Regions from separate parts of the Capra hircus genome. Here region 2 is linked to region 1. A link is a contact called in public Hi-C data. All regions are on one chromosome and are shown on one strand. Each heading gives the region's core, a stretch centred on a gene start, on an enhancer-like site or on the middle of the called end of the contact. The rest is flanking DNA. Distances are from core to core; before and after follow the strand shown. Region 1 holds the start of FAM214B (protein FAM214B). Region 2 overlaps RUSC2 (iporin).

The links. A called contact is a pair of places that touch in the nucleus more often than the background predicts.
Region 2: a Hi-C map of blood shows a contact between it and region 1, with 3 times the contacts expected there. The contact joins the enhancer-like site here to the promoter of FAM214B in region 1.

Annotation. Positions count from the first base shown.
Region 1 is chr8:59,162,738-59,168,468 of ARS1.2, reverse strand. It overlaps FAM214B (protein FAM214B), which reads left to right and starts at 3,597. Exons shown (of 9, transcript XM_018052115.1): 1 at 3,597-3,750.
Region 2 is chr8:59,588,268-59,594,024 of ARS1.2, reverse strand. RUSC2 (iporin) reads right to left here. Exons shown (of 12, transcript XM_018052129.1): 3 at 1,536-2,165; 4 at 1,137-1,322; 5 at 835-975. Among named protein-coding and RNA genes, the nearest start is that of FAM166B, 9.7 kb to the left of the region's middle. Within about 2 kb of position 3,219, at least 2 of the 5 cell types and tissues checked have an H3K27ac peak or open chromatin away from gene starts, as enhancers often do.

The DNA.
Region 1 (5,731 bases), core at 2,348-4,847:
TCGGCTGGTAAAGAATCTGCCTGCAATGCCGGAGACCTGGGTTTGATCCCTGGGTTGGAAAGTCCCCTGGAGAAGGGAAAAAGCTACCCACTCCAGTATTTGGTCTGGAGAATAGTCCATGGACTGTATAGTCCATGGAGTCCCAAAGAGTCAGACAGGACTAAGCAACTTTCACTTTCACTGAGTAAAGCAGATTGCTCTCCCTAATGTGGTGGGGCAGGGGAGGGTCCTCATCTAATCAGTGGAAGACCTGAATAGGCAAAAGAACTGAAGAAGAGAATTTCTCTCTGACTGACTTCCTTTGAGCTGAGACATTAGTCTTTTTTCCTACCAGTGGACTCGAACTGAAAAATCAGTTTTGCCTGGGTCTTCAGGCTGCCGGCTTTCAGACTGTAACTATACTGGCATTTTTCTTGGTTCTCAGGCCTTTGGACTGGAACTGGAACTACACCATCAGCTATCCTGGGTCTCTGGCTTGACAGCTTGGGACTTGTCAGCCTCCGCAATACTGTGAGCCAACTCCTTATAATAAAACCTCTCCATTTGTATATCTACATATACACACACCCGGAACTCTGACTAATATAATCCCTAATTTCCTCAATTGCTCATTACACATGCTTTACCTGCTTATCTTTGATATATGTTCATTCTAGCTTCTTGTAAGAATCTTGCTCTTAACTTTTTGGAAATTGTACTATAACAGTTTTTGTAAAAGTTTCTGGTTCAACTAAATAACTATATGAGGGAAAAATGAATCTTGACATCTATTTCACACTATACATAAAATCTATTCCAGATGATTAAATAAGAGGTAAAATAATAAAGTTCCTAGACAATAACCTAAGATAATACACTCATTTCCAAGTAGACAAAGACTTTTAAAATAGGGCATAAAAACCATTGAATATAAACAAAAAGATGTAAACTGGACAGGTTAAAGAAGCTCTGCATATTGAAAGACTCCACTAAGAGAATAAACAATCAAGCTACAGAATGGGAAAATGGATTTGCAATAGATTCCTCATCAGAAAAACATCAAACAAATTCCAGCTGAAAGACATTCCACAAAATATCTGAAATATCTGATCAATAAAATTGTCTATAAAATTGCCCAGATCATCAAGAACAAGGAAGTCTGAGAAAATACCAACGCCAAGAGGAGTTTAAGGAGACATGAAAACTAAACCTAACGTGTTATTCTGGATGGGACATTAGGTAGAAACTAAGGAAATCAGAATAAAGTATGGACTTTAATGATAATGTATCAGTTCAGTTCAGTTGCTCAGTTGTGTCAGATTCTTTGTAACCCCACGGACTGCAGTACGCCAGGCCTCCCTGTCCATTGCCAACTCCCAGAGTTTACCAAAACTCATGTCCATTGAGTCAGTGATGCCATCCAACCATCTAATCCTCTGTCATCCCCTTCTCCTCCTGCCCTCAATCTTTCCCAGCATCAGGGTCTTTTCAAATGAGTCAGCTCTTCGCATCAGGTGGCCAAAATATTGGAGTTTCAGCTTCAACATCAGTCCTTCCAATGAACACCCAGGACTGATCTCCTTTAGGATGTATCCTAAATACATATTTACATGTATTGATATATATAATGTATCAATATCGGTTAATTAATTATAGCACATGTACCATACTAATAATGTAAGACGTTACTAAACAATTGTGGAGAACAAAGCGGAGAATTGAGTGTGGGGTACACAGAAACTTTCTGTACTATCTTCACAAATTTTCTGTAAATCTAAAATTATTCTAAAATGAAAAGTTTATTTTTAGGGATTTTCCTGGTGGTCCAGTGGTTGCTGTTAGCCTTTCAATGCAAGGGGTGTGGGTTGGATCCCTGGTGGGGAGCTAAGATTCCAATGCCTCCCACCAAAACATCAAAAACATAAAACAAAAACAATATTATAACAAATTCAATAAAGACTTTTAAAATGATCCCGATAATAAAAAACTTTTTTAAAAATTTATTTTTTTTAATCTAGTAATTTACCCAAATTTAGCTAGTAATCAAGTAATTTGCCCAATACAGCTAGTATAGTGTCCTTACCAAACCAAATGACTTCAAATTTGAGCTTTTTCCATGACACAAAACTCTTCCAATTTTACCCTCTATAAGGGGACGACAGAGGATGAGATGGCTGGATGGCATCATCGACTCATGCACATGAGTTTGGGTGAACTCCAGGAGTTGGTGATGGACAGGAAGGCCTGGCGTGCTGCGATTCACGGGGTCGCAAAGAGTCGGACACGACTGAGCGACTGAACTGAACTGAGCATTACAGAAGTATTAGAAAGACAATCTGAGCAGTTCCGTAAGAGCAGAACATTTTTTTCTTTTTCTGTTTTCATTTTGCCTAGCGCACCATTGGTGTTTAGTAAAGCCGCTTCTTAACTACTCACAGAAAGAAAGTCACAGAGATCTAAAGAATCTGAGACTTTGAGATAACTTTACCAGGTCCAGTCCATCACACAGCCATCAATACCTCCGGCTCCATCGAGAAGCTCACTAGGCTCTGGGCTCAGAGCCACTCAGCTCTGCAAGGGACCTGGGTTGCCATCTACCGGTGGCTCGTAAGCGTCGCTCTCCCCTGGACATATCTTGGAAACTCGTGGAGCTCCCGGGAAGTTGAAGACTCAAGCGCTAATTAAATTACAGAACGTGTGTAACAGTCACACAGTTCAGTCGACTGAACAAAGCAAAGGCTCTACTTTGGCTCATAAAATTCACAGACTTCTCGCCGACCTACCTCCACAGCTATAGACCTAACTCTTACTGCCTGTCTCCTACACGCCGTAGGCTACAGAAAGTGCTCTTCCTCACAGACTTGAGACCCCGGCCAACCAGATTCCCGCATTTTCACAGAATTCTGAAGCTCTTTGCACTACTTTGCAAACCCTACAGATGTCCCCCATTAGGGCAAATACGCGCGCTAACCCAGACGCCTTCACTAAGAGGCTCAAGTTCCGCAGGCAGCTCACACCAGCTCGAAAGCCTGGGAGGGCTCCAACCTGGTTCGGGCGCCCACAAGCTAGCGCTTTGGCGCAGGTTCTAGCTCCCCATCTCCGGCCGGATCCGGTCAGCCCAGGCCGCACACTGCGGACTGAGGCCCCGCCCCTTTAGACCTGTCATCACAGAAGCCGCACGTGGCCGGGGTGGGCCCTCAGGCGACCTGCAGCCATCACTTTGTCTCCTCCGCCATCCACTGGGGCCACCGCCGCCAATCAAAACCAGCGGTTCCGGGCTGCAGCGCCAGCGCCGGGGTGAGGCCAGCCAGAGAAGGGGCGGGGGGAGGAGAGGCTCCGAGATGGGAGGGGGCTAGCAGTGGAAGCGAGCCTGGCACCGGTTCTGCCAGCCTGGAATCCGAGGGGGCGGATCCTAGTGAAACGCGAAGACCAGAAGGGGGCGGGGATCAAGGATGGGGCGGGGACCGGGGTGGGAAGAAAGACAAGCAGAGGTTCTCTGTGGAGACGCCAAGAAGACGAGAAGGGGCGGAGCCAGAAAGGGGCAGGACCTGAATTACAGGGGAGGAGCCCCAGGAATTAAAGAATCTAGGAAAGGGGACGAGCCAGGGGAAGGTGGGAGGTGGGACAACGGAGAGGGTGGGTCGTGTCGTTGCGGGGGCGGGGCTCGGACCAAAGGGGCGAGGTTTGCAGGCCGAGGCTGCAGCTAGGGCAGCTATGTAACTGCTCCAATCCACTACCTCCCCAGTTGCAACGGGACTCGCGGAACTACAGGTGTGGGGCGGGTGCGCGTGGAAGAATGGACAAGTACGGGGGTGCGCTTGGGTAGACGTGAGGCGGGAGGATCATGTCAGGGAAGGAAAAGATCTGGAGAAATGCTGGGGTGGGGATGGAGTAAAACAGCTGGGGGAGGAGGAGGGGGGCTCACTGTTTGGGCTAAGAGGTGCATTCTCCGGTACCCCTTGTGGGGGAAGGGCGGGAGTGCTTTGTGAGGCTGGGAAGTACAATGTGAGGGGGTGAGGTGAAGTGAAGGGTTGGAGATGATACTTGAGGGGGAGGGGATATGAAGGCGCTTTAGGGGAAAGTGGAGGGGGCGTTGTGTGATGGAGACCGGCTAGTGGTCCAGAGTGTGGAAGGGACTGTGTGGAGGAAGAAGGTATGGGGGCTGTGGGCACTGTGTGAGGGGAAGGGGTTACAGGCCCCAGATGAGGAGGGGAGAACCCCTAGTGCCTTGAGAAAATCTGGAGGCTTTGTAGAGACTCCAGGAAGAGGTTTTTGTACTGTGTCTCAGGGATGAGGGTGATGGGATTGCTGGGGTGAAGAAGCCAGTCTGCAGTGTTCCTGGCTCCTCAGCTCCTAACTCCACCTTCAGGCCTGAGCACTCAGAGAGGATGCAGGCCCCACTTGCTACTAGAGCTTGTGTGACTGTCTCAGTCAGCTTTGGATCTGTCTGGCTGAGACTGGGATATTTTTCCCTTAGCTGGTGTCCCTGGGGACCCTTCCCCCCTTAGGTTCTGGGTACCCCTCACTGTAGTTCCTGTTCCTCCTAGAAGCTTGCCTTAGTCCCTGTCTTTCCCCTCCTCCCCCAGTTTGCCCTGCCCTTATGCTCTGGGTGTGCTCATTTCCCACTTCCTTCCTCGCCTGGGGCCTGGCCTGGTCCTTGCCTGTCTAGGAGCTGTGCCGTGCCCCAGACTTTGTACTCAGTGGCCAGAGACCTAGGTAACCAGCAGCAAGGCCCAGACCTCACCCTCACTGCTACCAAGGTCTCTCCCCACAGCCCCCCAAGTGAGTGGTAGATACATTTTTACCACTTGCCACAAACTGATTTCTGCACACTTTTCCTTCTCCTGGGTAGGGAACCCTAATTCCCTCAAAAATTCTGGGCTTCTGTGGGAGAGGGAAATGGTCAGAAGTACTGAGGGTCTGCGATGCATGCTTTGAGAGGTCAGCCACTATTGTTGGCTGAACTGGGAAGGGAGGTTCCAGTTTCCACTGGGGGAGGGACAGGGAATGGCTCCCCACCCTCCTGGGTTGGAATCTGACTATCTGAACCAGACTAGGGCCTAGTCTCTGATTCCCTGAAGCGACTTGATTTAGCGCCAGAGTTCTTTTTGCCCCTGGGCAGGCTGCAAGAGGGTGAGAAAGCCCTGCTTTCCACACAGTGGCTGAATGAGAGTGACAGTGTTGCTGAAAGGGGCCCCAAGCCAGTCTCCTCTGGCTGAGAGACTGGCTGGGGAGGGAGGGGGTGCCAAAGCCCGACAAAGCCGTGGGGTAGGGTGGGGTAAAGAAGGGCAGGCTGAAGCCTTTTGAGGAGGAGCTGATTGCTATGGCAACACAGCTTCCCAGATTGTCTCTCAGAGAGGCGGGCTTAGGGCGGACTCACTCCAGCTTCCTCAAGATTGTGGCATTTGTTTGAGTGGGTGGGGCATGAGGAGAAAGGGCATTGGTTTGCTATGCAGGGGCTGGAGTATATAGACTTTCTACTTCCTTACAAGCAGCAGAGCATCCAGATGCTTGGACCCATCCTCTGAAAATGGGTAAGAGTGAACAATAGCCATTAGGATGATAGCAGTATAAGGTCAGAGTTCTAAAGGCCTCAGTGGTAATTGTGTATACAAACTCATTTTACAGATTTGGAAATTAAGAAAGAAGAGACTGATATTTTCTCCAGGTCTTATAGTGAAAGACCAGGCATTGGGACCCAGGTCTTCTGAATACTCTTCACTCAGCCCAGGGGTCAATGTTTCGTTGAGCC
Region 2 (5,757 bases), core at 1,970-4,469, 430 kb before region 1:
CCACTTTGAGAAACCAGGCTATTGGCTGCTGTTGGAGAAATTCCAAAGCTGTTCACCTAGGGCCTGGGAAGGGCACTTCTTTGATGTGTGCCTTGCAGCACCCTCTGCTATGCCCTCAGGTTGCCATGCCAAATCTTTATCCCTCTTCTCAAGCCCTTGGTTCTACTTCACTCAGAGAAGAGAGGCCACTGGTAATGAATTCAACTTCCCTCTCCATCCAAAAGATGGGATTACATCACATCTATCCTCCTTCCCACCTGCCCTCCCATACTCCCTTTCCATCTTGGAGGAAGGTGGCCATTCCCCTTATTGCCTAAGGTTCTTCCCTCTCGATGCTCTGAGTCCTCTGCTCTGCCTCTGCAAGGGACTTCAGCTTCATCTTTCTCCCTTTCACAAGCTCCTTCTCTTCAGCCCACAGTTATGCTCAATCTTCTCCTTATCATCTCATTTAAATGGCTCTGCTAAATAGACTGGTTCTCTGTCAGTCCTTATCTGATTAGATGTTATGATCAGGCTTATCCAAGCCACCTTGTCCTGTAGCACTTGAGCTCCCCTGGTATAGCACACAGGAGTCTCCCTCCCTACACATAGCTCCCTGAGGGAAGCGAATGGAGACTGAGTCTTAAGCATCTGATAAATGACTGTTGTTCACTTGCAGATACTCATGATCCATAGTACAGACTTCTGCCTCTTGCCCCAAAGCTTGTGCTAATTCCCTCCCAGCACTTGGAGTTCTAAGACAGGGAAATATTCTGAAGGGCTAGATAGTTGGGCCACAGGCATAAAAAGGTAGTAACAGCAGATTTTCAGTCTTGAGCTAGGAATGATATTCACCTTTTTTCTGAAGCACATCAATGGATACAGCCTCTGAGCTGCCATCTGGGGACAGGCAAAATTCAGCGGGGGGCTTCTCAGTCAAGGAGAAAGGGTCTTGGAAGTCAGGGCAGGTTAGCGGTAACGGTTTCACTACTTGACCTGGAAAGAAGAGAAAAATCAGTCCCAAGCAACTGTCTCCCTGAGTGGCAGCTCAGTTCTGTGCCTCATGTCCTCTGAGATGTGTTCTTTTGGGACTGATCCCTTCCCTCCCGGCTGTAGCAGAGCCTGCCCTGGGTTTTCTGGGGACCTGGCCCACACACCATTCAGCCGGCAGTTCAGATGGCCAGCAGCACCGAGGGAGCCGGGGAACTCAAAGATGGGGTTCCTTCGGGCCAGCCGAGCATCCTGTGGCCTTCGGTCTAGGCTCCCTGACAAACCAGGGGGTCCTAGAGGGTTCTTCCTCCTGTATTCTCGCCACTTGAGTGCTTGAGGGGATAGATGGTTGGCTGAAATCAGGAGAGATTAGCAGAAGAGACAGGAAATAGTTAAAAGACAGCATTTCATACCCACCCAGTGGGCCTATATAAAACCCGAGGGTTGGGATATTAGCTACAGATGGGCAAACTGTAACCTGTGACCCCATGTGGAGTACAGGAAATCATTCAAAGGGGAGGTAAACTGCCTAGGTGGGAAAGGGCGATGGGCAGTGAGCTTCATACCATTACTGGGCCTGGAAGCCATGCTGCCCTCGCCACCTCCCCGGACCAGGCTCTCTGCCCGGCTGAGGCTAGATCTCCAGGAGCCCAGAGGAGGCAAACTTCCTGTCCCATGGAGCCGGTACTCAGCCAAGGTCAGTATCTTCGGATCCTCCTTCTGCAGCTGCTGGGAGACGGCAGGCCGGACAGCAGGAGGACAGGAAAGGCCCCATGGAGGTGGGCTTTCTGTGGCTGTGGCCTGCTCTGGGAGAGGGGAGCACGAAGTGGAGGCCGAAGAGTCGGTGCTGGGCCCAAAGGGGCCAGTACTCCGGATGGGGGAGTAGCTGCCCAGGGGCGACGGCCGCAAGGTCTCTGGCTCAGGCCTGGCTTTCCTGGCACCCCTGTGGGTGGGCACCTGTGGCTCCCCTGAAGGAGCTGGGCCTGGGCCTTGAGCAGCGGGGGCAGCTGCGGGGGCAGGCTGCGGTGCACGGTTGCAGCCCGAGAGGCTGTAGAGCTGGGAAAGGCTGTGCAGGGCCCGGGCCTTGGCCAGCTGCTTGGGGAAGTGGTGCTGGAACACGAACGGCTGGATGGGCAGCGTGGTTGGCCTCTGCTCCTTGCTGTAGCGAAGGACCGGTCGGCTCTCAGCACCACCCCCTGCGGCAACAGGGATGGAGAAGGAATCAAACACTGAAATCACATGAGAGGAAGCAAAGAAGCAGTCAGGAGATGATGCTCACCAGGGAGAGTAAGAGAGGGGCAGGACCTGGGCTGGAGGAGCTGAGTAGGGTAGGGGTAATTGACTCTGTGGAATGTGCCACCACTGCTTCTCCCATCTTCTCCTGGTGTTTTCATAACATTGACTTGTCTCTTGGCTGTTTAGCTCTCTCTTCTTTTTCTTGACTTCAGATGTGGGTGCATCTTAAGGCCCATTTCTTATATTTGCCTTTACACTTTCTTCCGTGCGTTGTTCTATTCAGACAGTCATATAGGTGACTTCTGAACCCATGGCTTTAGCCTCAACCTTTCTCTTGATCTCTAGATCATTCTGCTTTAGGTTTCTGCTTCCAATTAAAATTTGCTATTTAAAATACCTCATTCATTCTCCTGATGATTTCCATTTCTGCCAATGACAGAACCACCATTTTCTTTGTGAAAGTGAAAGCGTCAGTCACTTAGTTATGTCTGAGTCTTTGTGACCCCCAAGGACTGTAGCCCGCCAGGCTCCTCTGTCCATTGGGATGCTCCAGGCAAGAATACTGGAGTGGGTCACTGTTTCCTTCTCCTCTGTATCTAAGGTCTAAAGGCCTGGAGTCAGTCACATACTTTCAGTGTCAAGATGTTAATTTACTTCAAGCTTTCACCCATCGTCCCCTCCTCAACTACAGCCCACATATTTCATTCTTGACCAGATCTAACCGTAATAAAATATTCCTTTACTTGCGGCCAGAGTCAGCTTCCTGTCACCCAATCTACCCCAGGCATACTCTTTCACTGATCCTAGCATTGGAACCCCAGAGTCCATATCTGCTCCCTCCACACAGAGGCGTGTTTCCCAAGGTTGGTCCTCTCCTGTTCTTTCAGCCAATCTTCTAGTCAGTGTCCCACAAAACATGTGTCTCAGAACTAAACACAACACTCCACAACACCGCACAGAGGCAAAGTCTTTGCGTATGGGCTGTGCTTCTAATTAAACACCGCGCACTGTCAACACCCGAATAAACACAAGGTGGCGCTATAACCACCCAATCACCTGAAACCCTGGGTGTGGCTCACTTGCACCCTGGGTTCAACAGCTCTGAAGCAGGAATTAGTATCCATTGTTAAAAGACCTGGGTATTGGAAATTTAGAGATTAAGTCGTTTGCCCAAGGTCACACAACTAGGAAGTGACACAGCTAGAATTCTGCCTAAGTCAGAGTTTGGCTTTGGGACTAATGTTCCCTCTGCCACATCGCACCACACATGAAATGGTATCAGGCTGGGTTTTCCTGCTCCTTGCCTTTCCGCATTTATTTACTTCGGCGAGTCTTAAGGGGATGGGGACCACAACCCCATAAGGCAGGTGTTTCAGAACCACTCTCAGGAGACGTTTTCAGACTATACTCTTCTGCCAGTCCCAGTCAGGGCTTAGCGAACAGCCCTTGTCAATCTCCCTTGCTCACTATGCTCCAGTCATACCTTCTTCGGTCCTTAAACATGTCAAGTTCATTAACATCTTGGGGTCTTGTGTTCCTTCTGCCTGAAATCAGCTAGGCATCAACTCAAGCATCACCTTCTCCTCAAGACCTCTGATTGCCCCAGTGCCTCGGGCAAGTCATGCTCTCAACACCCTGTTGTATTTCCTTTTTAGCCATTTCTCACTGTCAGAAATTATCTTATTTGTTTATTGTCCATTACTCCCTATTAGGGTTCTGGAAAAGCAGGGATTTTTAAATTGTTCCCTGCTGTATCTCCAGTGCCTAGAATAGACCTTGGTATAAGGTAGGTACTGAATAGAAGACATGAATGAATCCTCACTGTCACCCTTGGTTCAGTATGGTCTCGCTGCATCCAAATCTTACACGGACCAGCTCACTTCCTAGAACACCAGTTCTATTTCCTGTGGCTCTGCTGCCCATAGAACAAAGTCTAATCTCAGGCAAGTTGGTGGCCACACCTGTGGCAAATGCGCTACCCTCCCCATTGACACGGCTCATCCCACCACCCCTTTCCCGTTGCTTTTCTGGCTGGGAATGCCTTCATCCTCTCCACTTATTTAAATATCAAATTTCAAGCCTGAGCTGACCCTGGCTGTCAGATTAGGCCCTCCCAACCTCAGCTTTACTGTACATGCTATATAGAGTACGTTTGAATTAGACTATCTATTCCTACTTTTTAAAAATCCTCCCTGCTGAGTTCTCAGGGTAGGTGTGAGGCAGAGGAGGAAGACTGGGGAAGGGGGAGGGGTGACTACAGTGGGGAGTGGGTGTCAATTCTACCCTCTGGGAGTACAGGGGACAAGGTTTCTCTTGTTCTTTGAGACAGCCCTTAGAAACACTGGAGATAGAGATCGAATTCACTCAAGTCCATGTTGCAGGCAACAGAGCCCCAGTCCCTCAGTGCCCTCTTAAAATGGAGCGCCCAGAACCCCAGGTGGGCCCTAAGGTTCACAGGAGCAGAGGGGACTATCAACTCCTCCCTTCTGGAGTCTACAAATGAATCCAGCCATTTTAACTTTTTAGAATACCTTCCTAACTGCTGACTCATTCTGAGTTTGCAATCAATTATTAATAAATATCCCAAATCAAGAAGAGCACTTACATATCAAAGTTCATATTGGTCCTTGAAAGAACAAAACGTTTTTTTCCAGACTAGACAAAATCCTTTCAAAATCTAGATTCTGCTGCTCAGAATCTCAAAGAGATCTCACTTCTTTTGTCATTCATGAATTCATCATTTTTTGATTAAAAACAAAAAAGTTGTACAGAACAAAAAGAAAAGCCCTATGATAGGTCACTGGAGATTTATGGAACAAAAGTCTTATATTATTATGAAAAGTCTTATCTGATAGCAAAAACACTTTTAAAGCCTCTCCTCCCATATCTGATCAGGACTGACCTTGTCCTCAGAGTGCCAGCCAAGTACTGTCTGGGCCCAGATATACCCAGCAGGCACTGCAGTCTGAGAAGAGGGTGGGTTCAGAAGACTCTGGCTAATCCCTGCCATTTCTGAGCCCCCTCTGCCCTAGAGACCTTCTTGCATTTCTGGGGCAGTTCCTCCATGTGTGTTTAGGAGCCTGAAGTCATCTGATATACTGCCATCTCCCAAACAGCAGGTATAACACCATTTATGGGTTTTAACCCCTTTGAGTGGAGAAGGCAATGGCACCCCACTCCAGTACTCTTGCCTGGAAAATCCCATGGATGGAGGAGCCTGGTGGGCTGCCGTCCATGGGGTCTCAAAGAGTCGGACACGACTGAGCGACTTCGCTTTCACGTTTCACTTTCATGCATTGGAGAAGGAAATGGCAACCCACTCCAGTGTTCTTGCCTGGAGAATCCCAGGGACGGGGGAGCCTGGTGGGCTGCTGTCTCTGGGGTCGCACAGAGTCGGACACGACTGAAGCGACTTAGCAGCAGCAGCAGCAGCAGCAACCCCTTTGAGAAGCCAAAGGACCAACCTAAGGCTGAAAGTGAAAGTGTCAGTCACTCAGTCGTCGGACTCTTTGTGACCCCATGGACTGTAGCCTGCCAGGCTCTTCTGTCCAT